Regions from separate parts of the Mus musculus genome. Here all the other regions are linked to region 1. Evidence: chromatin contacts called from public Hi-C, HiCAR-type, HiChIP or PLAC-seq and promoter capture Hi-C data. All regions are on one chromosome and are shown on one strand. Each heading gives the region's core, a stretch centred on a gene start, on an enhancer-like site or on the middle of the called end of the contact. The rest is flanking DNA. Distances are from core to core; before and after follow the strand shown. Region 1 holds the start of Khdrbs2 (KH domain containing, RNA binding, signal transduction associated 2). Region 2 holds the start of Rab23 (RAB23, member RAS oncogene family). Region 3 holds the start of 1700001G17Rik (RIKEN cDNA 1700001G17 gene). Region 4 overlaps Prim2 (DNA primase, p58 subunit). Region 5 overlaps Prim2 (DNA primase, p58 subunit). Region 6 overlaps Prim2 (DNA primase, p58 subunit).

What was found. Promoter capture Hi-C pulls out the DNA fragments that hold promoters and counts their contacts. A called contact is a pair of places that touch in the nucleus more often than the background predicts. HiCAR-type assays count read pairs that join an accessible place to other places. HiChIP or PLAC-seq counts read pairs in DNA pulled down with a chosen protein or histone mark.
Region 2: a contact with region 1 is called in a HiCAR-type map of astrocytes, with 9 times the contacts expected there. The contact joins the promoter of Rab23 here to the promoter of Khdrbs2 in region 1. A contact is called at or near these places in 7 of 39 promoter capture datasets (the C10 cell line, cranial neural crest, frontonasal cranial neural crest and 4 more), 1 of 15 datasets of contacts at CTCF or cohesin (large pre-B cells), 1 of 484 Hi-C or Micro-C datasets (uterus) and 3 of 115 datasets of contacts at active chromatin or transcription factors (astrocytes, embryonic forebrain and forebrain).
Region 3: a promoter capture Hi-C map of hippocampal neurons shows a contact between it and region 1, with 7 times the contacts expected there. The contact joins the promoter of 1700001G17Rik here to the promoter of Khdrbs2 in region 1. A contact is called at or near these places in 7 of 39 promoter capture datasets (the HPC-7 cell line, cranial neural crest, frontonasal cranial neural crest and 4 more), 1 of 484 Hi-C or Micro-C datasets (cerebellar granule neurons) and 1 of 115 datasets of contacts at active chromatin or transcription factors (embryonic forebrain).
Region 4: a Hi-C map of neural progenitor cells shows a contact between it and region 1, with 8 times the contacts expected there. The contact joins the enhancer-like site here to the promoter of Khdrbs2 in region 1. A contact is called at or near these places in 5 of 39 promoter capture datasets (the 3T3-L1 cell line, HPC-7-derived erythroid cells, cranial neural crest and 2 more), 24 of 484 Hi-C or Micro-C datasets (B cells, brain, cardiomyocytes and 13 more) and 4 of 115 datasets of contacts at active chromatin or transcription factors (astrocytes, embryonic forebrain, forebrain and 1 more).
Region 5: a contact with region 1 is called in an H3K27ac HiChIP or PLAC-seq map of oligodendrocyte precursor cells, with 16 times the contacts expected there. The contact joins the enhancer-like site here to the promoter of Khdrbs2 in region 1. A contact is called at or near these places in 4 of 39 promoter capture datasets (cranial neural crest, hippocampal neurons, liver and 1 more) and 2 of 115 datasets of contacts at active chromatin or transcription factors (embryonic forebrain and oligodendrocyte precursor cells).
Region 6: a contact with region 1 is called in a promoter capture Hi-C map of hippocampal neurons, with 6 times the contacts expected there. The contact joins the enhancer-like site here to the promoter of Khdrbs2 in region 1. A contact is called at or near these places in 6 of 39 promoter capture datasets (the C10 cell line, the HPC-7 cell line, cranial neural crest and 3 more), 2 of 484 Hi-C or Micro-C datasets (cerebral cortex and uterus) and 1 of 115 datasets of contacts at active chromatin or transcription factors (embryonic forebrain).

What each region holds. Positions count from the first base shown.
Region 1 is chr1:32,169,941-32,174,849 of GRCm38.p6, forward strand. It overlaps Khdrbs2 (KH domain containing, RNA binding, signal transduction associated 2), which reads left to right and starts at 2,782. Exons shown (of 9, transcript NM_133235.3): 1 at 2,782-3,068. The coding sequence starts at 2,978.
Region 2 is chr1:33,717,494-33,722,402 of GRCm38.p6, forward strand. Rab23 (RAB23, member RAS oncogene family) reads left to right here and starts at 2,403. Exons shown (of 8, transcript NM_008999.4): 1 at 2,403-2,680; 2 at 4,115-4,206. Gm32229 (predicted gene, 32229) reads right to left here and starts at 2,353. Exons shown (of 4, transcript NR_157041.1): 1 at 2,287-2,353.
Region 3 is chr1:33,667,036-33,671,944 of GRCm38.p6, forward strand. It overlaps 1700001G17Rik (RIKEN cDNA 1700001G17 gene), which reads left to right and starts at 2,789. Exons shown (of 1, transcript NR_033199.2): 1 at 2,789-3,677. Prim2 (DNA primase, p58 subunit) reads right to left here and starts at 2,759. Exons shown (of 14, transcript NM_008922.2): 1 at 2,589-2,759; 2 at 1,823-1,985; 3 at 10-113. The coding sequence starts at 1,976.
Region 4 is chr1:33,643,588-33,648,496 of GRCm38.p6, forward strand. All of the region lies in intron 5 of Prim2 (DNA primase, p58 subunit), which reads right to left. Among named protein-coding and RNA genes, the nearest start is that of Prim2, 24 kb to the right of the region's middle. Within about 2 kb of position 2,259, at least 22 of the 459 cell types and tissues checked have an H3K27ac peak or open chromatin away from gene starts, as enhancers often do. A contact at or near this core is called in brain, cerebral cortex, cortical neurons and 2 more, where this site is marked.
Region 5 is chr1:33,593,106-33,598,014 of GRCm38.p6, forward strand. All of the region lies in intron 7 of Prim2 (DNA primase, p58 subunit), which reads right to left. Among named protein-coding and RNA genes, the nearest start is that of Prim2, 74 kb to the right of the region's middle. Within about 2 kb of position 2,651, at least 36 of the 459 cell types and tissues checked have an H3K27ac peak or open chromatin away from gene starts, as enhancers often do. A contact at or near this core is called in second pharyngeal arch cranial neural crest, where this site is marked.
Region 6 is chr1:33,527,787-33,532,695 of GRCm38.p6, forward strand. The region is part of intron 8 of Prim2 (DNA primase, p58 subunit); the gene reads right to left. Among named protein-coding and RNA genes, the nearest start is that of Gm23453, 110 kb to the left of the region's middle. Within about 2 kb of position 2,300, at least 56 of the 459 cell types and tissues checked have an H3K27ac peak or open chromatin away from gene starts, as enhancers often do. A contact at or near this core is called in hippocampal neurons, where this site is marked.

The DNA.
Region 1 (4,909 bases), core at 1,532-4,031:
GTTTCCTTCTTTCTTTTCCCTTCCTTCCTTCCTTCCTTCCTTCCTTCCTTCCTTCCTTCCTTCCTTCCTTCCTTCCTTCCTTCCTTCCTTCCTCCCTCCCTCCCTCCCTCCCTCCCTCCCTCCCTCTTTCTTTCTTTCTTTCTTTCTTTCTTTCTTTCTTTCTTTCTTTCTTTCTTTCTTTCTTTCTTTCTTTTCTATTTCCTTCCTTCCTTCCCTCCCTCCCTCCCTCCCTCTCCTTCCTTCCTCTCTCTCTCTCTCTCTCTCTCTCTCTCTCTCTCTCTCTCTCTCTCTCTCTTTCTTTCTTTCTTTCTTTCTTTCTCCTTCCTTCTTTCTTTGTATGCATTTCTGTGAGTTGACTCACCTGTGAGTACTTAGGGGCCAGAAGAGAAGACAACCCTGTCCTTTATTTACTCCTTTGAAGGAATGTCCCTCCCCCCACCCTAAATATGTGGCTCATCCTTTCTCAGCTAGTCCAGAAGGGAGGTAGCTTTGGTGATCCTCTTGTGTTTGCCCACTGTAGAGATGACATTACAGGCATTTGGGGGAAACTAAGCTTGCTATGAGGGTGAGAGAAACCAGTCTTCATAACAGGGAAACAAGTCCTCTTGATGACTGGTCTATCTGTCCAGATTGTTATTGTGAATGTGTTCTGTGGCCGTGTGTTATACAAAGGTTGATTGAAACAATGAAGGAAGTACAAATGCTTTAACTTATTTAATAATTTATAATGTGTATATCCCACTAGTGTGGCAAGATAAGCTGAATAAATTTCTTGGATGTTCATAGGATATGTAAAAGAAATAAATATGTGTCTTCTACATTCACCACAGAACATATTCTGTAGAATATGTGCCTTATGCATCATTTGGATACTAATTGACTTGTGACATTTTTCTTAATAAACCACTTTTGAAATAATGGTACAATAAGCAAAATTGAATCTTAAATTGTCTTTCAGGACTAGAACTCAGGTTGAAAATCAATTAAGGTATGATTGAGTCTTCCTAGCATCAGAAGAGGGAAGCATATAAATAGTTATAATTTATTTATGTATAACCACACATATTCTATTCAACAATAATTTATTTATAGGTTATCAATTTATTTACATTTGTATTTATAAGATAAAATATTTAATGCACAGTTTTGATGGCCTCAAAATATATGAGTCAGGGGAGAACGCAGTGATTTGGAGTCACCTACTGGGAACATATGGATTTGAATGTGGATGAGGGCACCCCTCCAGGGTATTTGGGTTTTTGCCTTTGGTTGCTAATCCTCTGGAGGTGAATAATAAGAATATTGGTTTCTAAGGGTCAATATAGCTTATTTTTATTTTGTGATGTCCATTATGTACTAAATACACAAAGTACTCTACAGATTAGGATTATGTGTAGTCTAGTATTATTTCTGACATTTGTCATGTGTTTCTGGTTCTCTTTGTCATCACTCATTAGAAAGCATCCCCGTGAGAGAAAACACAACACAGTATGTCTATCTCATTTGGCAATTATTCAAGTCCAGTCTCTAGACCCTTTTCAATACTTTTAAACACTAATTGGATGTATGCACAGTCTAAAAGTGTCTAGCATATGGGAGAGTAGGGTAAACCCTGCTGTCTGAAGCTTCATACTACTTACATTTGAATTTTAGCCTCAGCTTTAGCATAGCTATGAGGTATATTACACCGACTACAGAAGCAAAACCTGGTATCTCTGGGTTGCTCAGTGTTTTTCTGAGCTGGAGTGAGTTATCTCATGGATGTGAAACATGTTAACTTTTTAAAATGTCATACAAAAATCAATATAACATCCTAATTTCACCTAAAATAAATACTTAGGTAACACTGTGGACAGAATAAGAGAAATTAGGAAACTCCCAGCAGGTTTTATATACTGGGAAAGTTGTCCCAGGTGAATGGGTGGTAGAAATATTGACAAGGGATTGTTTGGGAAAAGATAATTTTAAAGAAAGAATCATTTCATTTTAAGTAGACAAGGTACAGCTCAGGGGTCCCATCTGGAAGGGAAGGGTACCTCCCTTATCCCTCCTTCCTTGGCGATGATTCTTGTGGGTAAAATACTCATTTAAATAAAGGTGGGGCATATACAAAGTAGTTCAGCAGCATTCCCATGGCAGCGAAAGAGACCCTGATGTCTAAAATAGGAGAACATCAGAGCGACAGAAGTTAGGCATCATCTAGCTTCTTTCATTCACAATTCTCCCCGCTAAGTTTACACAGTGAGTGAATTTTGCACCATAAGAATGGGTGGATCCCTAGAACTAATTCTGTATCACGGGCAAGGTACACTGGAAGCGTTTTGCTCTACTACAGAATCCAGGCACTTCTTCATTTGTACATTAGTGGACATCCTTCTGCCCCAAGATATAGGTCATGGGAAACACAGCCCACATTTTGTCTCAGATTTCCAACCTTGCCCAAGAGTCTGCGATCATCCAGGGGAGAGACACCTGTGCCTTGGAGACCTAGGTGAAGTGCTCAGCCTCTGTGCTCATGGGGCACACATTCTTGCTCTCTCATCCTCGTGCCTGCCTGGCAGCCCGCACCCACTCCACAGCACTGGCCAGGCCTGAGAACACGGCGGGCTAAGGCGGCCAGGAGAGTGCGCTTGCACTTCGCACACCCCTCCCCTCCGCAGCAGCCTCCTGCCACTCAGGCGACTCGACTTGCGGCCCCGCCCAATGATAGTCCATAGTCTCCGCGTGCGCCCCGCCCTCGGACCCCGCTTCCAATAGGAAGCCGGCGGGGTTGGGCCGCACGGGCATCCTCTCCAGCTGAGGCCACGGCCGGAGCCTGGCTGGGGCGCGGGAGAGGCAGGTACCAGCGCGGTCTGCGCAGCCCCAGGCGCTAGAGCTGCGCTCTACGGTGGAAGAACGGTTCCCGGGGGAGCCAGGGACCAAGGCGTCGGAGCGGGCGGAAATTGCGCCTGACCGGGCACGGTCCGAAGTCCGCGCTATGGGAGAAGAGAAATACTTGCCTGAGCTGATGGCAGAGAAGGATAGCCTGGATCCATCTTTTGTGCACGCGTCGCGCCTTCTGGCGGAAGGTAGGACCGGCTGGGCTCCTGCCAGCCCCGGCAAGGCGAAGTTGGGGAGGGCAATCTCTCAGCTGGGCAGAAACTGTCCCTGAGAGCCCTTTCCTAATGCAGGAGGCACAGTGCTGGATGCCTGGCTCCTCGGAGGCTCAATTAGCCCTGAGGTCTAATGGCAGAGTGATGCGACCTGTTAGGGTCCTGGACAGGGAAACTAGCAAGTGTCAGGTGATCCACCGGGACCTTGTTACTTTGCAGAAGCCAGCAAAATCAGTTCAGGAGTAAATGCGATCCATGGAGTGTTCTGAGAGTATCTTGGTCACAGATTAACGTTATTATATATTTATTTATTTATAATATATATTTTTCCTTCTGCGTTTCAAAGTGATTTTGATAGCTTTTAATAGGTATTTTCCCTGGAAAGTCTTAGAATTATTCAACAATAAAGTATGCATGTTCGTATATTTATGTGAGCGTGGTAAGCAGAGGCTAAAGTGCTTATAAATGTAATCGAAACGTGATGATTGGGTACTATGCAAGATACTGGTCCCTAGGAACGCTCCATAATTGATCAACTGATTTTTAAACCAGGTGTGCGTTTTCTTTTGTGTACCTGTGATGTAGCAGAGATTCAGTTCCCAGAGGAACATCTATGTCTTGCCTTTTGCATTGCTTTGAAAGGTCGTTTGAAAAAAAAGGTACACATGAAAACTTCTCCGTCAGAAATATTAACCCAATATAGTTCCATATATGTGAAACAATGGTAGCAACTGAAGACATCCAGGATACCTGGTACCCTGCACTCTCCTATTTAACACAACTGCAGAATTTTTAGATGAATGTTTTATTAATAATGAAGTGCTTCATCATCAAACTGGCTAGAGTGTAGCTTTGTAGCCTGAGGTCTTACCCACTAGAAGAATCAGTGACATCTTTCTCTCAGCATGCCCCTCAGCATTAAGATACTTTTGAGATTTACTTGTGTATCATAGAAAGATTTTTACTCCTCATACGATTCAGAGACATTAGATGCATTTTGGCATTTTTAGTGGTTGCTATTTATTATAACCTATAATAACAAAGTATCTCATGAAAGACTGCCAGGAAAAAATGTGGAATGTGAAATACTTATCCTGTTTTCAAGGGAAAAGCTGGCTTTGTAGAGTAGTTAGGCAGTGAAATGCAATCATGTTTACCACTACCTAATAATCAAGTCATAATAAATTAAACTGAAATACTAAAGTTACGAACAGTACTCTTCTCTCCTGTTGGAGAGCAACTGCATATTGGAAAATAATGACTCAATAAACATGAACAGATTTAAAATGTGTTCTTTGATTTGTTTGCTTCAGTCAGTTCTTCAGAAGTATTTCCATTCAGTGTACAATGAAAGAAGATTCAAAATCTTCTCTGACCTGGAGCTCTCTTTGGGACAGATGGCTCAATAATTAGCTCATTTAATAATTTAATAATTTAATAATTAGCTCAATTAATGTGTATTAATTGTATTTCTAAAACTTACAGAACTAAGAGATGTAGATAAAAGTCTTACCAGGGTGAGATGCATGAGTATTTTTGACCAGTAAAAGAGTTAGGAGACCACGAAGTATCTGGTTTCCTGCTGATTTTTTCTTTCCCAAACACTAGATTTCTTCAGATTTAGGAAATCATTCTAATGTACCTTGTAATTTAATTTTTTCCCAGCAGGGGGAAGCATGGCCTGCTTTTGTAATGGGTTATTTTAAAAAGCTCAGGACTAGAAAGGCATCTCAGTAAGAAACAAAGAGGGTGCCTAAATTTCAGAGAATTCCTAATGAGAAAAGAGAGAAAGAGAAGGAAAGAGGTGGCGGCAGTAA
Region 2 (4,909 bases), core at 1,153-3,652, 1.5 Mb after region 1:
AATAATTCTCACACAGTGGATGAGATCAGTGCTTGGGCAGCTGCTATTGCAGAAAGGTAGAACGCTTGGCCAGCATGAATGAGGCCCTGGGTTTATAGAAAGGATAGTTGGAACATTCATAAATACACAATGGAGATTACCTTTCCAGAACCTGAAAAGAAAGCCCTTGCTGGTCACAATTCTTTGCACATCACATAACTAATATGTTAGCTTCCAGCATCTCAGTCTCTCTGTTTTGTTCTCTATAGTGAAAAATTCCAGGATGTCCTATAGGACCAGAGGATGAAGGGGTCCAGTCTGGGCACATGGCCCAGAGGGAACTTAACAGCTAGCTAACTGCTATGAGCCCAAGCCAAGGCTCTTCCACATTCCTGAAGGAAATCTGAAACCATGACTCAAGACCCTAGCACTCTAATGCCCACAATTCTGATTAAGATGTGCTTGAAGGGCTGGTGAGATGGCTCAGTGGGTAAGAGCACCCGACTGCTCTTCCAAAGGTCCAGAGTTCAAATCCCAGCAACCACATGGTGGCTCACAACCATCCGTAATGAGATCTGACTCCCTCTTCTGGAGTGTGTGAAGACAGCTACAGTGTATTTACATAAAATAATAAATAAATCTTTAAAAAAAAAAAAAAAAAAAAAAAGATGTGCTTGAAGCAACAAGTGGTTCATATAGACCCTCTTAGCTATGGCTAATGTAGGTTTTCAAATTTTCATTTTAAAATGCTCTTGACAGTCGGGCAGTGGTGGTGCACGCCTTTAATCCCAGCACTTGGGAGGCAGAGGCAGGCAGATTTCTGAGTTCGAGGCCAGCCTGGTCTACAGAGTGAGTTCCAGGATACCTAGGGCTACACAGAGAAACCCTGTCTCGAAAAACTAACTAACTAAATAAATAAATAAAATAATTTTAGAAAATGCTCTTGACTTGTAGGTCCCTACTCTTGTGTAGCTCGGCTGCTAATTGTGGGTCATATCCTAGGACCAGGCTTTTTTTCCCCCATCTGCTATGACTGCACAAAACCTTTAAGTCAGAGAACTTAAAAAAAAAAAAAAAAGATTTATTTTATGTGTGAGAGTACACTGTCACTGTCTTCAGACACACCAGAAGAGAGTTTCAGATCCCATTACAGATGGTTGTGAGCCACCACGTGGTTGCTGGGAATTGAACTCAGGACTTCTGGAAGAAGAGTCAGTACTCTTAACCACTGAGCCATCTCTCCAGCTCCACTCAGAGAACTTTCAGTGTCAAGAGTTTTGAGCAACAACGGAAATGAACTGAACGCTTGGCATGATGACACAGCCTTGTAATTTCAGCACTGAAGAGATTGACACAGCAGGGTGGTGAGTTGAAATTCAGCCTTAGCTGCACTTGGCCAGTCTTGGATAAATAACCAGACTTTGCCTTGAAAAACAAAAACCAAACGCCAAGCCAAACAAAAACAAAAAAACAAACCCCAAACTAAAAAGGAAGGAGAAAACAATGGGTTTGGCATGCAGTGTGTGCTTTTGTGTACAGCACTTTGTTTTAACCTTAAGCTTCTGTCATTGTGTGTTGTTAATGCTTACAGCTGCAGAGGCTCCTTTTCATGGCTGTGTAGTGGTTCCATTACACAACGGAGAGGTATTAGTTCATTGACATCTTTTGGGTTATTTCCATTTGGAGAGTATTAGGACAGATGCAGCTATGGGTGTCCTGACATCTGTTTGCCTGTATATCATAAGGACAGTTCCTATCAGCTGTGTGACCAAGGAATGGGTGGATCACAGGGTGCACAAATGTAACAAACTCTCCTTCTCGTTCAAAGGAGTTGCTCCAGCACACAAATTCAGCTAATTCACATTCTTTTCAACACTTGGTATTTTATATCACCCTCCCCTGTTTTATTTTGATGCATACAGAAACAACCAACGTTTATGTATTTTGAGACATAGTTTATTGTAGTTCAGGCTGGCCTTGAAATCCTGATCTTCATGCCACACCATCTTTCCAAGTACTAGGATCACACACGTGTGTTTCCACGCCGCGTTTGAAGCGAGTTTGCTTTTTTGCAGGACCTTTTTAAATTTGTGGGTTAGTTTTCTGAGTTGTTAGCCATCACGGTCTTCTATTTTGTTCAGTCATACCCTGCAAACAAATTATTTGTCTTCATTCATCACTTTTTTTTTCACACTTCAGTGCTACCACGTGAGTCTCAGGTGGTGACAGACTTCTGAGGCCCCCGGATACCTGACCCTGTGTAGGGAAACAAGGCACACCTTCAGTAGGTTAGCACATCCTGCTCACCTTGGTCTCCTTGGGTACCAAGGCCTGATGCTGTGCAAACCCAGCCCGCGCCTTCCCTGCCAGCGCAGGGCGGGGCCGGTGCTGAGCATGCGCAGACCAGGTGGCGCATGCTCCTCAGCGCGGCGGGCGGGAGTCCGGCGCGCCCTCCATCCCCGGCGGCGTCGGCAAGGAGTAGCTCGGTGAACCCGGATACTAATAAAGTTCGCTAGAGACTCATAATCGTTCTGAAAGAGCGGAGCGGGTACGAGGCGTCCGCGGGGAGGAGCCGGGCTCGGTGCTGCGGGCTGTGCGTTCCGGGCTCGGTGTTGCGGACTGTGCGTTCCGGGCTCAGCGCTGCGGGTTGTGCGTTCCGGGCTGCGGGCTCCGCGCTGAGGGTTCCGGGCTGCGGGCAGAGGTGAGTGCGGCCTGCGCGGCCTCGGCTCGGGGCTGCGGTGCCGCCGGGATGTCGCTGTGGGCGCGGACGGCGGCTGCGGGCGGCGCTCTGCTCTCGCGTCCTCGTGGGGACCGCTCCGCGCCGACGACCCCGGCCGCGGCTCGCTCACCAACCGCCGTGGCTTCCCAGGAGCGGGAACCCGAGAGTGGGAGAACTTGATGCGGGTGCGGCGCGGCGCGGGACGCACAGGGCTGCGCGACTCCGCCTGGGACGATCCCAGTGCCTTCTGTAACGGGCGGGTTGCTGTAGGAAAAAACAAACCCGGCAAGCCTTTCTTTAGCAAGTTGACCCATCCTTTCCTTTGCCTACGCGAGAGTCTGCATTGGTTGCCAAGGGATTTGAAACCGAGAAGAGAGGACATTGATAATTACTGTCGGTTTTTAATTATATGTAGCATTGTGCTTTTCAAAGAACATACTTATTTTTTGCATTTTTTTTTTCTTAAAAGCATGTGTGATTTGGGATAGGCTCTCCCTGTGATGGCATGGCTGGCTTGGAACTTGTGTAGACAGGCTGGCCTCAAACTCAGAGCCTCTTCCCCCTGAAGGCTGGGATGCAGTGTTGTAACTAGTTTCTGAGAATCTTAACAGTAATTCCCGACGCTACGATCTGCTTTCACATCTTTGTTTAAATTTTATTTTTTAACTTCCATATGGTAAAAAAAAAAACCCAAATAACCATTTGGAGAGTTTTAGATTCATATATCTGGTCAGGATATGAAACCAGTCCTGCTACCTGTTAAAACCTCATGTTGTCTCTTTATATCTTACCTCTTATTCCTGATTCCTAGAAATCACTGTTTTCAGAATGCCATTTTAGTGTAACAGTTTGAGATGTTGATAACTGTCTTCCATGACTATATATAAACACCTTTGAGATTCAAGATGCGGCCCTGTTGGTTATTGGGGGGACAGGCTCTTCATATCTTTTTGAGACAAGATCTCAGGTGGTCCAGGCTAGCCTCAGACTTGCTCCAGTAGCAAGGATAATCATGACCTTAGGATTCTTCTGCCTCTACCTCCCTAGTGCTGGGATGACAGACATGTGCCGTCATGCCAGGTGTGTGTGTGTGTGTGTGTGTGTGTGCGCCGCGGGCTGCTAGGCATGGCGTCCGGGGCCTTGTGGAGCTAGACAAACAGTGTACCAATTAAGCCACATTATCTGTTCCACAGTTTCCTGTGTGGATAGCCCTTTTCTCCTTCTACTCCCTGTTTAATTAGGTAGATGTGCTAAACATAGCCAATTATATTATCCGCCCACTGAAGGGCATTTGGGGAGTTTTCAGTTTTATATGATTATGAATTGAGTTGTTATAGGTCTGGGGAGATGGCTTATTTTGTTGTTGATACTATTGAGGGTTTTTTGTTTTGTTTTGTTTTTGAACGTTAATTGTAGGGTGAAGAATTGTTTAGATTGAGAAGAGGAAGTCGACTTCCCAAAACTGAGCCAGTGTGAAACACAAGCTGGATGAACACGGTCAGATCTTGGTAAGGAGTGTAGGTTTGTATTGTTATTGTTTTTCTGTTTTTTTCTGAGATGGCATTTCACTGTGTAGCCCACACTGGTCTGGAGCTCCCAGGTGCTCTCTGGCCTCAGTCCGTCATGTGAGACCCTGAATAACAGCATTCTCCACCACTCTTGCTAGATTTAGATTTGCTCCTGAGCTTCAGGGTTATAAGAGGCTGGTGGTTGAAGTCTTGGTTTCATCCTAGAGCATTGAAATCATCTTCTCTGAGCACAGGATCCAAGTTCTTTGAAGTTCTCCTGGGTTCCAACATTAGGCACAGTCCAGAGTCTCTAACATTTACGTGACTATAAAACTTCATGAGCGAGAGTATCCATTTGGACTGTTAAAGAAGCAAATGCCAAGATAGCGTTAGCAGCACAACAGGCTTATGGGGAGGCTCCTGTGACCGCGGAAGGAAGAGCCTTAAGACTGCGATGCCCTTTGACACCTGCGAAAGGAGGGTTTCCAGGAAGGAGGTCCAGCCTGCAGCTGCTCTGGTAGAGAGCCCAGTGCAAAGGGGAACCCCACTCCTCAGTCTAGTTGTCCTGCCCACCAATGTTCCTCTTAGGCAAGTGTGGATCCCACGGTACATCCCAAAGGTGGCAGTGCAGGTGGCTCTTTCTGACGGGAAGGCTAAGCCTCATCCTTTGATGCTTCTAGGCTTTTCTTGTTTGTTTTGTAGC
Region 3 (4,909 bases), core at 1,539-4,038, 1.5 Mb after region 1:
GTTACTTACTCTGTAGGAAAACTTGAGCTTTCGAATCTCGGCCTCCAATTTACTCTGGTATTGTTCGGTTCCTTTCACATAGCTCACACCGAGGTTCTCAATTGCTTTAAGCACTAGGGGGAAAAGATTAAAAGGAAGAAAAGTTTAAATCCAAGACAAAAGATAAATAAATCAAAGATAAAAACCTACAGAAAGCAATTCTCTAATTATTTTTTCTTAGAACATCTGACAGTATTAACAACTTTGTTTCCGCAGGTACATCACGTGAACTGTGCTTGGAAACTGATAAACTGCACCAATGTGCAGAAAATGCATGATATTCTAATCCCAGAGATGCTCAACAAGGGAAGGGAAGGGAAGGGAAGGGAACGGAAGGGAAGGGAAGGGAAGGGAAGGGAAAGGACAAATGGTGGATGATCTTTCCTGATGTACCAAGCCACCAAATGCTGAGAAGTGAAAAAGCCTGCCTGTCAGTGTGAAGACAAGGTTTGCAGTCTGGAGCTACCTTGACTGAGTACATCATAAGATAAAAAGGAGGAGGAAGAGGAGGAGGAGGAGGAGGCAGAGAGAGAGAGAGAGAGAGAGAGAGAGCCTTCCTTTCCTGATGACTACCCAGCAGTGAGAGGCACCGGGTCATCAGAAGGAGCCATCCTGAATAGAAGTCACGAATATTCAAAGGTTCCTAATGCCAGGTGCAAGCCTTCCTCACAGAAATCCCTTCAAGGAATGATGCTTCAACACCAGAAATGAATCTTCTGCACTGCCACCTAAGAACACGACCATGTTCCACATGCATCTCCACTTCCCATGCCTTCTTGCCGTACCGGCTCCCTCAGTCCTGACCTCCAACCACTCTTCATGACACCTACTTGGCATCTCTCAAGCCCTTCACTAGCACCACCACTGTTTAGGGGTCCTTGCGGTTCCATCTGACACGACGAAGCCAAGGGTTTCAACCACTAGGAAACATGTGACACTGCTAAGCCTCCTGTGCCCTTCCCCCCCTCTTGCCTTCACTACATTGGACAGTAATAAGTGCTTTCTCCTGCGTTGACAGCTCTTATCTTGCTGCTCTAAGAAAAATGAACAGTGTTTTCCCATCTCCTGATTACTCCAGCAAGAATATTCTGGAACATAAACTCTAAGAGGGCTTGTATTTGTCTCAGTTCATAGCTAGCTCCTTCATTTCTTCTCTCACACACAAAGGATAAGAGGCCTCCAGTTCAGTGGCTGCATCCTTCTCACACCTCGGTCCTGCGCATTATAATATGCCTTCAAATGTCCACACGTCTCCACTCTCCCTCAACTACTCACACCGGAAGCATAGCTCTCTTTCACAGCCGCAAGCCTTTGTAGAGACCATTATCACAGTTTGGAAAAGCCCTTCACTGCTTCTGCTGGGAAATCCCTACTGTCTGCTCATTTCTTCAGAAACCAGACCAAATTCCAACTTCTCTAGGAAACCTTCCTTAAGTAGACTAAGCTAGTTATTCTCACTTTTACACTCCAGGGGCATTAATATTTACTTCTATCAAAGCAGAAAGTAATCTGATGTATGATTTTAACTCTACACGTCTGTCTCCACATAGCAAATACAGTTTCAACATAGACCTTAATTGCATTACTCATTACAAAGTCCCTGCCACCTGGAAGCAGAGTACTCAATGTGCATACTACAGTGAAGAAGTGAATGACAAACCTTCAACAGCAAATCACCAACGGATGTTGAATGGGCTGCTGAACAAAGAGGAACTGCCTTTATTCATCGTGTGATAACTGCACTTCTCAAGGACACAAACATTGGACTTTAAATGCCACTTACATTTAACTCTGTCAAAAGCCAAGTTTTCAAACTCCGTCAACGATATGTTTTCAGTAGGCGGCTGCAGGTAAAACTGAAGGCTGTGAGGGTAACTAGCATTTCTCTGGTCACCCGCCAATCGCAGCTTCTTCCGGATCCTTCCTGAGAACTGCATCTTGACCACCTTTTGAAAGCAGTGAAATAAATTATATAAATATATATTTATATTATATATTATATAAATTATATATATATGTTATATAGTATATATTGCAATATATAGTGCTTAGGTGGCAACGCAATATATATGTTAAAATGACGGAAAAAGGCTGAGTCAATAGAGTAAATATTTATGGAAACACAAAATATTGGATGCACAGACTTTTTTAAAGGGATTATTCCTAGACCCTGCTGTGTTGTCTAGATTTTCTATACACATCTGTAATAACAGGGGCGAATGTGGGAAGGGCTCAAACTGGGGTATATGTAGACGGTGGCCCTTGTAAGCCAAAGAGTGATCACTAAGTGTTGCTGCCTGCCACCCTCAGGCATGTGCGAACCCAAGACAAGATGAGGTTTGAGGGGAGGGGGGTGTTAAATTCCTGAAATCAAGGTAAAGCAAAGTAGATTCTACCTAGATGAGAGGCTTACTTCTCGTACTTCTAACTCTGGAATCCAGCCTTTCCAGAATAGTCAAAAGTGCCTTAACTTCCCTTCCGGCCCCAGCGCCTTCCCGGGCCGCCCTCCCCGCCATCCCACCCGGAGCCTCCCTCCGACCCGACACCACCTGTCACTCGGTCCCACCAGGTCAGCTCACAAGCTTCCAACTCCACGGCTTCTCTCCGTCCCAAATAAAGCCGCAGTAGATTGTTTAACCAGCCAGCAGCCAGGCTGAAAGAAACACCCGCGCTGACAGCCGCTCTCTCCCAGTGGCGGGAGAGTTCATTTGGAACGGGAAGCGGAAGTGATGCGCAGAGGTCCCACCCCCTGGCGCCCCGCCCACCGCGGTGTGGCGCGGTAGCGACTGAAGGTAGTGCGCGTCTGGAGCGTTTTGCACGCCGACCGACTTTTTGATGCTGGTTTTGTTTTTTGTTTTGTTGACGGATGTGAGTTCTTTTGAGACCATGTCTCGCACCGAAGCCCAGGCTAACTTGGAATTGGTGGCGATCCTCCTGCCTCAACCTCCCACAAGTGCTGGGCTTAGGCTGAGCCGCAACACCCGCCCTAAGATATCTTGAATGCAAGTGATGGAGATTTTGTTGGGTTTTTTGTTTTTGTTTTCCAGAACCCCAGGTGCCCTCTCTGCGCGGAGACGCCTTTGGGCTTGGGGCTGCAGTGCAAACGGCAAACATTCCCGCGCTGCAGCCAGAGTCAGGGTAACTGAGGCTCCGGAAGCTTGCGGGCGCTTTACCGGGGGTGGCCTCCCCTCTGTCATTCCAGGAGGTGGGAAGGAGCCGCCGTGTCCGCTTTGCCCACGACACAAGGACTGTCCCTCCTCGTTGTTAGCAACGCTGCCTTCATCTTCCGGACGAGAAAAGAGCTGTAAGAATGACGTCGGTTTGCTCGTCCCCGCGCGATGCTCGCCAGGGAACACGCGAGCGAGCATAGACTTCGGGGAGCGGAGGAACCTGCAGGACTTAGCAAAAAGCGCTCCGGGACCACAGCGAGGCCAGCTAGGTGGCGTCCTAAGAGCCTGGACGGCCGCTGCGGTCTACAGTGTGTTCGAGGCGGCGTGTCCCCCTACAAAAGCCACCCACAAGCTCTGGGATGGGGCTGGGAGTGGTCGGGTTTAGAAATGCATAGTATATCCTAGTACTTTGAAGCCTCAAAGTACCCACCTAAGATAGACTAAATCGGCGGCTGTCCCTTGAAACGGAACCTGTTTATCTGTCAATTTTTATTCTCAAGCCACACAAAACAGACTCTAGTTAATTAGCCCCAATTTACACATAAAAGAACGGTGACTTCCAAAGGATTCCTGACAGGGGACTCCATTCTGCCAACCTCACTGGCCTGATTTCTTTCGTATGACAGTAGGGTACTCACTTCTCCTCTGTGGCCTATATACAATTATCATCACCAAATCCATAGACACTCCTAAAATATATTAACTGCCTTGTGTGTGTGTGTGGGGGGGGGGGGGGGCTGAAGCACAGAAGGAGAGATACCGTGATTAGAATGAGGACACCATGGAAATTTAAGTGAAATCACAAAGAATAAAAAGAAAACAAAACTAAATATCTGAATATATAAAAACATAAAGCTGGGCGTGGTGGCGCACGCCTATAATCCCACCACTTGAGAGGCTGAGGCAGGCGGATTTCTGTGTTCAAGACCAGCCTGGTCTACTGAGTGAGTTCCAGGACAGCTAGGGCTACACAGAGAAACCCTGTCTCGAAAAAAAACAAAAAAAAACAAACAAAACAAAAAAAAAAAAAAAAAAACATTAAATTGTGCAGCTAACAAAACAAAACAAAACAACAACAAAAAAAACATTAAATTGTGCAGCTAAAAAAGTCCCCAGAATTATTTTTCAGTCAGAAAGAGTATGAGTTTATTAGAGAAAATGTTAACAGGAACTGAACAATTAGCTCATAAAAGTATGAAAATGTTTATTACTACTGTCGGCAATGAAATTTTTTCCTTGCAAAATTGGCAAATATTTCACAATAAAAGAGCTCACTGTTGCCACATATGTCGTTCCCTTGAAGTCCCACCCTCATTCCTTATGATCCCCATATGGTGCCATTATTTTCTCCACACTCTGATTATAAAACAAGGTCTCACTATGTAAGCCAGGCTGGTCTGAAATGGCACGTGTAGATCTGGCTGACCTTGAACTGACAAAGAGCTGCTTCTGCCTCACCAGTGCTAGGATTTAAGGCACGTGCCACTGTGCCCGATTTATTTTTATGTTTATAACCCTCTACCACAGACTTTTCCAAACATGAACCACTAAAAAATATTGTCTTCTTTAAAAAAATGCACCTATGAGTCAGCCAATTTTGTAGTTTCAAATGATTTAAGGCTTGTTAAGAATTCCCTGGCTATTTGATTTTAAGCTTTTTTTTTTTTTTTGACAGCCACTTTGATTTCTCTTCATGTACC
Region 4 (4,909 bases), core at 1,009-3,508, 1.5 Mb after region 1:
TACACTGGCACTGGGCTCCTTCTAATACTATCAGTCACTTGCTCCCTTAAGTTACTCTTCCCAGGCTATAAATGCTAGTTTTGATTTACAAATGAAAAGTAGGAATTACTATTTGTACTTTGTAGAAATAATAGCACCTTGAAGAAAAAAACTTTTTTTGTTTTTTGAGACAGGGTCCTATTATGTAGTCCAGGCTACCACTGACCTCCCTACATAGTGCAGGCTAACCCTGAACTTGCAGCTCCTGCCTCAGTCTCCCAAAGGAATAGGACTAAAACAGAATTAATGCTACATGCCGTTTGTTTTGTTTTGCACCTCCACAAAGATCACTAAAACCCAAAAGAGATACAGCTCAAGGAATCCAGAAAGCTGAGCAGGAGACTCAAATGGCCTGTAAGCATCTACATTCACCATGACTCTCCTGCCCTTAAACAAACTGCCACAAGATCTGCCGCAGCGCCTGCCAGTACAGAAGGGCCACTTGCTCTGCTTCCGTAGACATAAGAAAGCGGGTTGGGTTTTGTATTAGTCGGCATTCTCTAGAGTCTATACGTATCCTTAACCCCCCTCACAGAACATGCAAAGAAGCAAGAGCTGAAATAAAACCTACACTCTCTCACTGTAAGCCTGAAGGATTTCAAATTCTATTAGCAACACCCCTGAAGTTCTTATACCTTGTCATGGAGATATAGCACGAGTGATAAGCTCGCACTGAATTCCATACAATGTTCTATGCACACATATGTGCACACACATGCACACGGACACACAGGCACACACATTTTACACTTACACATGCACAATCTTTCACAAATCTTATGTGAAAGCCACACAGTAAAAACAATAGTTAATGGATAATAGCTTACTGTGTGCTTCCTGTGTATCAGACACTAAATGCTTTGCAAACTGTATGCCTTTGACCTGACAAGTTAACATCATGTATTCGTTATGCATTCTGTGTCTCATTCATGAACTCAGTTCCTGCCGCCCCTTAGCTGTGTAAAAGGAAGATCTGGCTACCAGTGAAGACGGCCTGGAACACACGTGTGCTGCACTCCCCCTTGCTGTGCACACTTTCAACATACACCCATAAGATTACCTCTGCTTCCGTGTGCTGCTCTGCCTTATAACAGAAGGAAAACCAGAAAAAACAAAATCAGAGTCCCACAGAACTAACAAAGATCAGAAAATGTAATGAAAGAGGGGAGCGGAGGGGAGGGGAGGAGAGTTGAGTTGAAGTCTTTTTTTCTTGACACTTCCTTCTGCTCCAGTTTCGACATGGTCTTATATGTATCCCACCTGGCCTCAAATGGATTATGTAGCACAGACTGGCCTTGAACTTCTGACCCTCCCATCTCCTTTCTGTCCTTATTGGATTACAGAGGCAGGAGCAACAACAACCAGTTGCTGAGGTGCTTGAGACAGAACCCTGGGCTCCAGGTACCTAGGCAAGCATCTCCATGCCTGGCCTGAGGCCAGTGAAATTTTCATGGCATTTTACCCTCCAAACCTTTGGTGCAGAGTACTTGTGACTCACCCTGCCAGGCCCTACCCTCATAACTAGTACACAGTAACTACTGCTATGTGCTAATACTTGAGTTAGTGTCTTAATTAGACAAGTTGCTTTTAAATGATGAAAGTCATCTCTGAAAAGTCCACTTAGATAATCAGCATCTGCCTCTAATCAAAACTGAGATGATTAACAAATTAAGCCCTTTACTTAGCATTTTACATAATTTAGGCAAACGCTTCTTAGTTTTAAAAGGTGAATCAGAATTCATCAGTTAAAAGTCCTCTAAATTTTGATTAATTATCTTCTTTAGGCTGTATTAATTATCTAATTTTATAGCATATACAGTAAAAACAAAGAAACATAATTTAAATTTAATCTCCACCTCTTAAAAGCTAGCATTTTACAAAATTTACCCTAGTCCTGTCCATCTGGACAAATTAATAGAAAACTCTAAAGAAAAAAAAAAAAGATTAAGGTTTTTTTTTTTTTTTCTCTTAAATCAACTCTCCAGAGTCAACTACAGCCAAAATAAAAGCAATTAGCATTCTTGGAGAAAAACAAAAAAGGCAGGGGGGAGGGAAGGAGGAAGGGAAGGGGGGAGGAAAAGAGAAAGGGCAGGGGGGAGGGAGAAAAGGCAGAGGGAGAGATAAGGAGGAGCTCTGCCCACACAGCCAAGGCAGGATCATGGCTCACAGGAGGCAGTCCCTGTACTAAGCTATTTGTCTATCCCCACTGCACAGGGAAGAAGACAAACAGGAGCCAAGCTTCCATACACACCCAGCTGAATGGCAGCTCTCTCACAGGAACAGCTTGTTCCTCACAGACTCATTTTTTAAGAAATATGTACTTCTTCTCACAGCCTGGCCAGAAATCCCTTCTTAATGGGCAGAGTAAGTAGCACTGAGTGGATAAACAGAAGCGGGTGAAAAGAGTAAGAGTTTAGGGCAGTGGAGAAGTCCACTTCATTTCTAACCCACATTAAGCTACATTTCCAGTAAAGACAGGGTCATGCCTTCAACGGAGAACTTCTAGCCTAGAATCCAGCATCTGTCCAAAGACGGGAACAAGGAAATTCAAAAACCAATTTTGAATGACAGACAACAGCCTGTGAGAAACTAAAATAAATCATGCTGTTAACATGCTATAAAATACCACCCCCTGGGCAAGAATGGAGACCCCCTGGGCTAGAGAGATGGCTCAGGAGTTAGAGCACTGGCTGCTCCTCCAGAAGTCCTGAGTTCAATTCCCAATAACCACATGGTGGCTCACAACCATCTGTAACAGGATCTGAAGCCCTCTTCTGGTGTGTCTGAAGTCAGCTACAGTGTACTCACACAGAGAGAAAGAAAGAAAGAAAGAAAGAAAGAAAGAAAGAAAGAAAGAAAGAAAGAAAGAAAGAAAGAACGAACGAACGAAAGAAAGAAGCGAAGCCAAGCAGTGGTGGCGCACGTCTTTAATCCCAGCACTTGGGAGGCAGAGGCAGGTGGATTTCTGAGTTCAAGGCCAGCCTGGTCTACAGAGTGAATTCCAGGACAGCCAGAACTACACAGAAAAACCCTGTCTCAAAAAACAAACAAACAAAACAAAAAAAGGAAGGAAGGAAGGAAGGAAAGAAAGAAAGAAAATAAATAGAAATTTTAAATTTTTTTTAAAATTTAAAAAAGAATGGAGACCCCTGTGTGCATACACATGCGTGTGCTACAAAAGAAGTGGCAAAAATAAAAGAAGTGTAATCCTTTCAAGGACATACTAAAAAAGAAAAGAGACGAGACGAGAGGAAACGAGGAGGAAAAAAAAGGTAACCTATTTTAAATAATACCCAGCAACTAATGGAAAGCCAGGGCAAGGGAGCTAAACAGGAATGCTCTACTTCCTAAACCCAGGTCTTGACAATAGCTCTGAGGAACTTCCTCTAAGGACTCCTGAGATTTTTAGTAATTAAGCCAAGCCTCAATGAGACATGGAATCCATTGGACTTGGAGCGACGACGGCTCCGGTGTGATAGGACATCTACTCTACTCATCTGAAAACACTGAAGTCTCTAAGCGCTTAAGATGTCAACAGAACAACCAAGATGCAAGTGTGAAACGTTAAGTCAAGTTACACATTTACTGAGTGTTTCGTATAACGCATTTACTACTTAATAACCTTCTAACCATTTCCTATAGAAAGAGCACACACAGACAGACACACACACACACACACACACCCTGCACAGCATGGGCTTCCTTTCACTATTCTCTCCTATACTGAATGGGCCACTGGTAACTGTGGTACTCTGGCTCCCCCAAATGACACTTCTAGAGCACGATAGTCCTGCCAACCAAGAAAGAAATGCATGCCAAAGCAAATGGGTTCCTGGAAGCCCATCTTCTTAGGGAAAAAAAAACTGTCAGAATATCTTCAATTTTAGCATCATTACCTCTCATTCACCCCTCTCTGCCTCACCAAATAAGAACATTTCATTTCAACCAAGAACTTTCCTCTGAGTCCCAAAAGTTGAGGGGATTTGTAAGAAACAGAGAGAACAATGAAGTTAGAACCTCTGAGTCAAAGTCTGCAGCAGGCTTGAAAACCCAGAGGCAGGCAGCCGGAAGAAGAGAAACTACTGCATGCTTTCCCGAAGATAGCATCCTAGATTTAGAATTAACTACATTAACATACACGCACACTCAAACACACACACACACACACACACACACACACACACGACATAGATGGAAAGGAGAACTCTAAGGGAGGGTAATGAGGTTTAGTCAGAAGGAAGGAGGGGAGGCTGGGGAGGGAGGGCTCTGAGGGAGGTTAAATATGACTAAGGTACAGCAACAAGCATGTAAGAAAGCAGTGTTATGAAACCCATTCTTCTATATTCTAAGTAGAATATTTAAAATGAAAGACATGTTAAAAAATGCCCAAAACTAAAACACATATTTATCAAACAAATTAGTGTTAAGATTAGAATTATCCAATAATCAGAAACTTAAAAGTCTAACTGAATGAATAAAAGTATCACTACAATAAGGCCCCTTGTCTAGCTGTATCTTTGCTTTGTTATGTTTGAGACAGAGGATCTGTATGTATCCCCAGATGGCCTAAAACTCACTACATAGACCAGGCTGGCCTTGAGCTCAGATCTACCCGGATCTGCCCACCAAGTGCTACAATTAAATGCTAGACCGCCACACCTGGCACTTTAGACATTTAATACAATATCCAGAGTCAGAAGTCTTAGAATCAGTTCCGTTTCCATAGAATAATCCAAGTGCTTGATAAATAAGTATGTCCCGTGTGCTCTCATTCAGTATCACAGTAAAAGAAAAACGAGGCATTAAAGTAACTTAGTCGTGATCGTGAATTAATTTTCCCAGCACTCGCTCGCTCCCTCTCTCCCTCCCT
Region 5 (4,909 bases), core at 1,401-3,900, 1.4 Mb after region 1:
ATGCAATTTTATTACATTGAAGAACCCATAGAAGGAACACCCAGTTTTCTTTTTCACTTAGGTTCTCATCAAGAACAAGAAAAGATATACATATGAAAACAGAAGGAGGGAAACTTCACAGGAAATGCAACAAACAGAGATGCATTTCATTACAGGCCCTCTGCCCATCAACACCACAGCTTTGGAGCTCAAGAACCCCAAGGGCTGTGTGAGCAGCATCTAATCTAAGACAAGTCAACCTGGATTTCACTCATGAACACTCCCCAGTGGTCGGTGCTGCCAGTGGGAATCCAACTCATTATTGCTTATCAGGCTCTGACTCTAAAAGAAATGGGGGGGTGGGGCGGGGGGAATCACATTTTCTTAAGACAAATGATCAAACATTTAAATAGGAATTTTTCTCTCTCATGATTGATGATATCTGTAATTCACACAGGGTGACAACTGACAAATCACATTATGTTCCAGAAGAAACTTAAAGTCCTTATAAGGATTTATAATATGATGTGGCCTGTTCGCCCTCCATTCATTTAAATGCCCTTCAACCAAAATAATGTTGTTCCATGGTCTTTAAAAATTACAACCCAGTCAATACAGCTGCCAACAGACTCGGCAAGTTCTTGAATTTTAGAGCATGAGGGAAAAGAACAAAACCCATGAGGGAGACAGCAAGAAGAAAAGGGGACAGACAAAAGGCAGAGGTGGGATGACTTTATTAATGAAAAACGATGGTTGAATTTTCCCAAAATCTGGTTTTCTAATTGCGCCATAGGAGAATCTATTAGAAGTATAAAAGATTTCTAAGTTTAAAATGATGAGTAAGCATTTTATAACAAAAAGTGTTTTGTCACTTATTGACATGTGTCAAAATAGAGCCAGCCTCTGCCCTGCTGTCACTAGCTACTGAATATGGAAGCCTCCTCCACTTTAGCTAGTATCTGACTGTGTTCAGTCCTGATAGAAGACAGCTTTCATTCCACAATAGGAGAAAGAGTCTTCAAATCAAAGATGGGAGGCAAAGTTCAGCCAAGCCAGCTGTTCCCTCCCTCAGCTGTTGGGAAGACATGAGTGACTCGCTTCTTCAGAGTCTCAGGAGCAGAACCACAATGGAGGGGCGCTTCTCACAGTGCCTTCCTTAGTTGCTTTCTTCTTTGGTTTTCAAAGTTCCTTGTGGTTTATCAAGCTGTTTTGTTCTCTGTCTCTATTTTGGTGCTGAGGATCAAGCCCAGAGCCCCATCAGGCTGTTTCCAGCATGGCTAGTCTACATAAATAAGGTTTAAAAGGGGGGTTAGAAGGAATGGGGTAATCCAAGCAAAAGACTAGTGTCCCAGGCAAAGGACAGCAAAGGAGGAGGCAGGAACTTCCAGCTCCTCCTGTCTTCCTCTGCTGCCTCTGACAGAAATCTATTTGCCATCAAGAGTTTCTGTGCCCTCCGCTACCTGGCCACAGTAAGAGTAACCAGCAAAATATGGGAAATGTCAAATATGATGATTCTCATATGCCAGTGTGCTTAACCTCCCCTAAGGCCCACAGGTGACTTTTTACACAGAATGGAGGACCCTGAAATCTGTTCCAATGAAAACCACACCATGTTTTCAGAAAGCAAGGCTGGTCAAAGAGAACAGTTAGAAAGGTACAATGGAAGGGAAAACTTAAAAGAAACACCTGCTTTGATTACTTTTACTCAACAATTATAACTGACTGCACTAGATGGGCTCAGGAAAGCAGCCTCCTTGACTGCATAGCTCATTACCTGCACCGTTGGTCACTGCCACAGAAAGAACTAGACTGGGGAAGAAAGTCTCATGAGTTTTCTTGAGACTTCATCCAAGTAAAGAGCTTTCAAAATACAGAAGAGTTGCCCTTGGTTTGAGTACCTTCAGTAACATTATATAAGAAAGCTGCACTGGTAACAATATATGCCATGGTAAACTTCACTAACTTCTATGGGCATGGATCAAGCCCACAATACTATGAATCCAGGCTTATTCTTCCAGCTCAGAAAGCCATGGCCTTGAGAAGTGTGACTAATCCACACACAATATTAAGTAGAAAAGGCGGGAGCCAACACCAAGCCTCTCCTGGGATAACATACAGTGAACTCAGCCAAGCATTAAATAAAATTTAAACTGATTTTTGTATTATAGAACAAGAACAAAGTAACCTCCTATAGAGTCTGAAACAAATTGAATAAAATATAAAAAAGAAGGGGTGGGGTATAACTCAGTGGTTACAAAGTTGCTGAGCACGCTCAAGGCCCTGGGTCCTAGGACAGAGGAAGAGAAAAAAGATGGGTTAGAAAGTCTTAGCAGAAAGAATGCTGGCTCGGAAGAAAGAGGAGGGATAAGACAGGAAGTCTCCATCACAGCAACTGGTCCACCACGCAAGCATCACTTCTAAGACAGATCATCGAGTGCATCTCTAAGGATGGCCTAGATCATCCCACAAGTGAATTAAACTTTCTTTAAGGTCATGCTGCAGTCTGAACACTGAACACTGAAGCAGCCATGTGTTACTACTTAGTGTTTAGAAGCAGTTCTTACACCAGGTGGGAAATGGTTTCCTCATGCAGCCCCAGAGAGAAGGAGATGCTTCTCTGAGTGTGCTCTCACCACAGGCAGATTGGGAGGCCCTAAGAACAGTGACTTGAACTTGCAGGCTTCTGCATGGATGCTTGCAAAGTGTAAACAAAAGGCTAGGGACTAGCTCAGGGAGGGCACTTGCTTACCTCGGGCTAAGTAAGCTCTGGGTTTCCTCACTTAAATGAGACTGAAGGGGATGGGGAGTTGGGGGAGAAAGAGACAAATAGAGATGGAAACAGACACAAACACAGGGAAAGAGAGAGAAAGAGACAGACAGAAAGACACACACACAGGGCAAGGGGTGGAATATGAATGTTTGAACTTGTTCTATATGTATGTTTGCTTTTTAAGATTCTCCTTTAAAGTGTCATCTATAAGCCCACAGGTGCCTATGAGTGAGTGTAAAAAAGTACCAGCTAGGACATACTATTTTTAAACATGCAAAGTAGACTCACTCTAAGACCTTTAACAGCCTACTTGCAGGAGCCCTTCCTCTCAAAGAACCTCCGTTCCCAGGGGGCTCAGCCTAGCTCTTCCCCACCAACCTTCTTAGCCTTCTTTCTTCCTCCATTCCTTTCTGTCAGCCCCTGATCCCCTAGAAATACTTTCTACCCAGAAGCCCTACACTGGGCTAGCCTCAAACCATCGCCATTCCTTGTGTCAGCCAACAATCAATAGGAACATTGTAGCCAGGGCTCCCCAGGGGCTGGGACACAGTCTTCTCTTCTAGGCCATATCCACTCCCACAGAAGCACCCTTCAACTGGGACACCACAGCCACCAACTTGCCTAGGATCCAAGGTGAGCAACAGCAACCAAAGAATGAAACATCCACCCAACAGAGACAAGGCCAGACATCTACACCAAAAACACCTTATACATCCTAACTCCAGATGCCTGGTTCCCAGCACAAAACCACAAACATGAACTGCCAGAACGGTGTGCCTCTTCCGAAAGCCATCAACTGTGCTGGAGTAGGCCCTGAGAATGGAATGTAGCAGAAGCACAAGACAAAGACTTCAAAATAGCAATTATGAATATGCTCAAGGAAGCTCATGAAAACACTAAGAGTTTAATAAAATAATGAAGACATTTCAAGACATAAAAATTAGAACTTATAAAGAAATAGTATCACTAAGGAAAGCCCAAATGGAAATAAGATTGAAAATCAAAAATTTAGGATGTCAAACAAAAACCTCAGAGGCAAGCTTCACAAACAGATTATAAAACATGAAAAAGAGAATCTCAGAAACTGAAGATGGTGTACAAAAAAATGGATGCCTCAGTCATAAAATGTTAAATCTTTTAAAAAATAAAAAAATCCAGGCACAAAACATGTAGGAAATCCATGAGACCATGAGAATACCAAGTCCATGAATAATAGGGACAGAAGGAGAGATCCAGGTCAAAGGAACAGAAGGGAAAAAAAAAAGAAAATATATATATACATATGTATGTGTGTATATATTAATAAATAATTTAAGATTTATTTATGTATGAGTGCTCTATCTGCATGTGTTCCTGCATGCCAGAAGAGGGCACCAGATCTCATTACAGATGGCTGTGAGCCACCAAGTGGTTGCTAGGGATTGAACTCAGGACCTCAACAGACAGTGCTTTTAAATGCTGAGCCATTTCTCAAATGCCCACAGAAAATATTTTTAAGAAAATCAGAAGAAAAAAATTCCCCGACCTAAAGAAGGAGCTGTCTGTCAAGGTAAAAACAGCATATAGAACTCCAAATAGACCAGGCCCAAAAAAAAAAAAAAAAAAAAAAATTCCTCAAGACACATAATAATCAAAAAACTAAATGAAAAGTATAAACAAAGCATCTCTAAGCTCCAAGGGAAGAAGATGAAGTCACATAGAAAGGAAGGAAGGCCATTAGAATAGCGCCTGACTTCTCAAGATCTGGAAGGCCAGAAGGGACTGGGCATACCAAATACTCTGAGAGACCACAAATGACAGATCCAACCAATACCCAGCAAAACTATCAATCAAAATCCAGAGAGGAGGGGGAACAACTTCCATGATAAAACCAAATTTAAGCTATTTTTATCTACTAGTCCACCTCTGCAGAAAGTTCTAGAAGGAAAACTTTAGTGAAGAGATTAATTGCACACCAAGAGGACACAAGGAATAAATAACCCCAGAATAGTAAATCAAAAGAAGGGAATGAAAAACCCACACCATACAACACAGTAATGATAACCAGTAAACACTGTTCATTGATAACTCTCAATATTAGTTGTCTCAATTTCCCAATTTAAAAAACACAGACCAACAGCCTGGATTAAAAAGGTATGATCCATCATTCTGCTGCATCCA
Region 6 (4,909 bases), core at 1,050-3,549, 1.4 Mb after region 1:
ATTCTTAAGAGGCCTGAACAGAAACACGTGCATGTAAGCAAATGCACTGCAGTGGGAACAGGAATTCTATACAAGCAACTATAAGAATGTGACACTGCAATAGAGAGGAAGCAAGGTGCTTCATTAGTGTAAGCAATGCTGTAAGATCAGTAAGACTACCTTACAGATTCAGGATGCTGTACAAGTTAATCCTCTGCACAGAACTGTCCCGTGGCTGCTAGGTTGTATTAGCACTATTTAAGTTTTAATTCACTCAAGCTGAAACAGGATAATAGAATTAGGAGAAAAAGTATAACAACCATGGTTTAAAAGCTATTTATTCTTCAATAAGGGGCAAGACATTAAATAAGAATAACAAGAAAGTATCAAAAGATGGCCTAGTCAGCCATCAGTGGAAAGAGAGGCCCATTGGACTTGCAAACTTTATATGCCCCAGTACAGGGGAACGCCAGGGCCAAAAAGGAGGAGTGGGTGGGTAGGGGACTGGGGGGGGGGGGGGACTTTTGGTATAGCATTGGAAATGTAAATGAGGAAAATACCTAATAAAAAAATAAAAAAAAAAAGAATAACAAGAAAGGTGATTGGTAACATATCCCCACACGCACCATTCCTATCTTCAAGTGGACGGTGCAAGAGAGGTACACACATGATGAGGAGGCACTACAGTATATTTAAGGGATAAAATCTCTGGCAAATTACTGTATGGAAAACTGGTATCCAAGTTTTCCTCTCTAACCTCATGCTTTCATACTTTAAATTCTGAGTGAGGTAGTAAGTGGAAATAATACTTTTTATTATACACCCTTGGAGCCTGAGGGGCTGGCAGCTGGGGCAGTGGGTAAAGGTGCTTGCCACCATTGCTAACCTGGGTTTGGTCCTCAGGGCCACTGACAGGAGGAGAGAACCAGCTCTTGCAAGTTGTTTTACACATATACATAAATAAACAAATACATGTTTTCTTAAAAATTATACTACTTTATAAATAGTATTTCATGTGTACCAGGGTTAGGGAGTAAAAGATTCTCCTTTACAGTAAATGCCTAGGTTCATGGGAACATAACCAAAGATCTTTGTACGGCTCAAAAATAAACCAGTACGCTAAATAACCATGCCTAGAAAATGCAGGGGGAGAGCCACAGGGGCGACAATGAGCTTACACGGACAGCTAACGATGCCTGGTTTAAGAAAAACAGAAGGTATCCATACAAACTCTCTCTCCTAGTCTGGAATCATGGGGGGGGGGGGAGTTTCTTTGGTTGTTCTGTTTGGCTTCTCAGCAACTCAAAATCAGATAACTTTCCTAATTGAAGAATATTCCTAACAAAAATTTTTAACAAGAAGTATCTTATGAAATATTCATTCATCATCTTTTTCTAAAAGGGGTTTTGCTGTGTTAAGCCTCACGGCCTGGAACTCCAGGGTTCAAGTCACCGGTTGTCTTGATCTCCCAAGTCCCTGGGGCTACAAAGGACCATCTTCTGAGGAGAGGGGTGGGCTGTAGTGTTCATTTTAAAGAAACTAAGCTTTCATGAGGAGCACTTTCTCTAAAGTTCTACCCCCTTTTACAGACACACATCTGCCTGCTATCCCTGTGGGATCTTCTCAACAGGAGCTCACATACTATGAAGATCAGTGCCAACCCCTGTGAGTCCTTGGTTCTCTTCCTCTGTACCCTCTCCTGCCTGACTCCCTTAGCTATGCTCCCTCTAGGTCCCACAGACCTCTTCCCTCACCCATAAACGTGTGTTCCTCTACTCCTAACACAGGCTGTCTCTATCTAGCCCCAATAGGAGAAGATGTGCCTAGTCTTACTGCAACTTAATAAGCCAAGGCCAGTTGCTATCCATGGGAGCTGTGCCCTTCTCTGAGGAGAAAGGGAGGAGGGGTGGAGGGAGGGACTGAGAGAAGAGGGAAGGAAACGTCTACTGATGATCAGAAACCCCTGCACGTTTAACAGAAAAACTAGAACTTCCTTCAACCTAGAAGCCCATGACTGTACCCTTCTTGCTTCCCTGCCTTAGGGTGAAGCCTAAGAGAAGCCTGCATGTCCGGTCCCCACGGCCTCATTTCTTATTTATTCCTTGGTAGGACACAGACTTCCAGCTGTACCATTATTATAACACTGTGGCTAAGTCCGAGGGCTACATTCAGTCAGCATTGTACACCTCTTACCTAACTTCCCGGTGGTGTGTGACAATACTCCATGCTTTCCTTTGGCATCGTTGAAACAATGTCCTCTCAGTGTGTTCTGGCTAGGCCTTAGGGAAAATCTCTCCATGGTATTTCTACCAGTTTCTCTTCTGACTCATCTCCCACCCCACCCCCACTCCCACGCCCTGCTGCCCATATGGTTAAAACTCTGATATGCTGTGGATTCAAGACATTTATTTCCTCTCTCATCTCTCTTTGGTAAGTTCAGCCATTTCCCTGACTGTAGCCATCACCTAGAGAGTGACCAGCAAACACTGCCCACATTAAAACCACCCTCACATTGTACCTAGCTACTCACATCCTTTACATATTCCTTGCAATCATTTGAAACCTAAATTGTCTGAAATTACTAATTCACCAGCAACCTTAGTCTCCTCCTCTACCCTGGAGTTAAAGACTCTGCAAGTAGGATTAAGGCTTCCTCTGATTTGAGCAGCCAATTTGAGTCACTACTGAGTTAGAAAGAACAAATGTAAAGCAAGTGAGCCTTGATACCATCATTTAAGGAAGACATCACATGGGTAAGCAGGTTAATTAATAAAGCTGTGTGCCTGCTATCCTGTTCTAACCAAAAGATTAGCAAAGGTTTGTAACCCGCTAACACAGTGATCTCTTGGATGAAGCCAAACCTGTAAATTCTCTGATAACAAACTGTACCTTACCTCATCAGCACATAGTGGGCACTCAATTGACACATAGTGGGCACTCAATAACTACTGAGTACTGTTAATGTGAAAATAAACTTACTTCTACACGATACTCAGGCAAATGGTTTTCTGTGTTTAACTTTTAATAAGAGAGCTAAATTCAATGAAAAAATATGGATATGCTACATCTTCAGTCTCAGTAATATCTTATAACAAAATGGCCTACATTACCAGGTTAGCAAAAGTATTGCACTAATTCTGAGTGACGAGATTCTGTAAAATAATTCGGCAATTTCTCTCTACTGTTCCTTTGACTTTTATAGGTATCAGAATAATCTCCCAAATGAGATTTATTGAGAAATTTAATTAAAATGCTATTCAAATGCTATTCATCTTTTCTCTTTCATCATTAGAGGCACCAACATTAGGACAAATAATGATTCCAATAACACCCTCCAAGTCACACAAGTTATATAGTTCATGCAACTCAATAATTATTTTTTCCTAACAAGATTGCCATTAGACTCTCTCAAGTCACGTGATCAGCATCCTCCCTCTCTCTCCCTCTCCCTCTCCCTCTCCCTCAAGTCCCATGCATCCTAGACCTGCCTATAGCTCTCTACACAGTGGAGAATGACCTTGAAGTTGTAATCATCATGCCTCTATCTCCCAAGAGCATATGTTGCCAAACCCTGCTGATGTCATGCTAGAGAGATCGACCTCAAGGTTTCATGCTCACTATAAAAAGCACTCTACCCACTGAGCTACGTCCTTAGCCCAGTTCTTTGCCACTTTGGCCTTAAAAAAGGAAAGATCAAAGAAAAACATCATACTTGACAGCCAAGAGACAATCCAACATGCTTGAAAGGCACATCCCCTAGGGTTACTCTGTAGAACAGGAGGTGCCAAGCTATGCACACCAGCTGCCACCCTACCTACAGATGCCTCTGACACAGTAATAAAATGAGAAGCCATTTGGTTTAATAACAATAAAAAAGCAACATCCAGGCCTAGTTGCCTAGCAACCAGTCTTGAATGAACTCCATGGAGAATGAAAGCCCTAAACAAATGTACAGTTTGTTCAAGTTTCAAGGACTCAAAGAGACATCGGTAGTTAATCTAAATTCTAGGTGACAATTACCATACTGAGATGGAAGGAAGCGAATCTGTCATGATTGCACAGAATCAAGTATCCACTAGAGCTAAGAAGCAACCTCTTTTACTTACGTGTGGAACCAGCAAAATTTTAGGGCAAACTGATTTATAAAATATAAGAATTTCATTCAGAAGGAAAACAAAAGATATCAGAGACATCTGTAGGCATATGTTGCACTTCACTCTGCAGATCACATGGCACCTAGTAGGTGTGGGATATAACCCTGGCTACGGGCAGTGGGAGGACAATAACAGCATCAAATCCTGCAATAGCAGGAAACTGCCTCTGTCTGGGTCAGGCCGAAAAGAAGGAACTACATGACCACAGAACATGACACCTGACCTAAAGGACACACAACCATTCTCCAGTTATAGTTCTTACCAGCAGGAATTCCAGAGTAGGCACCAGGCTCAGGCTTTAAGCAGAATGAAGGGGGTGGAGGGCAACAGACAGAGAGCAGCTAAAGCCAAGAACATAATCACATCTGGCAGGAGTGTGAACTACATCAGAGGGAAAAGCATGAGTTAAGGAAAATGGATAACAAGCTAGTGAAGTAAGAGAGATACTTTGAAGATAAAAATCAAAAGACTTAGAAGGGTCAGAGAGTGAAGATTGAACAACATACTCAAACTTGAGGTCTGGGTTTCTTGACCTGTGAGTGCAGCTCTAGGAGGTGAAGCATATGTATATAGGATGAATGCTAGTAGACACCAGGAATACTAGCCTTAACCACACCTCACAGCCTTGCCCCACAAAATCAATTACATGGAAAAATGAAAGTCCCTGACCCCAGGGGAGCAAAGGAAAGGAAAAGAAGCAGTGGAAAAGATGAAAAACAATAATGCCTGAATATAAAATTTCTGAGTGACAAGGGAGAAAGGGAAGCTTGGGGACA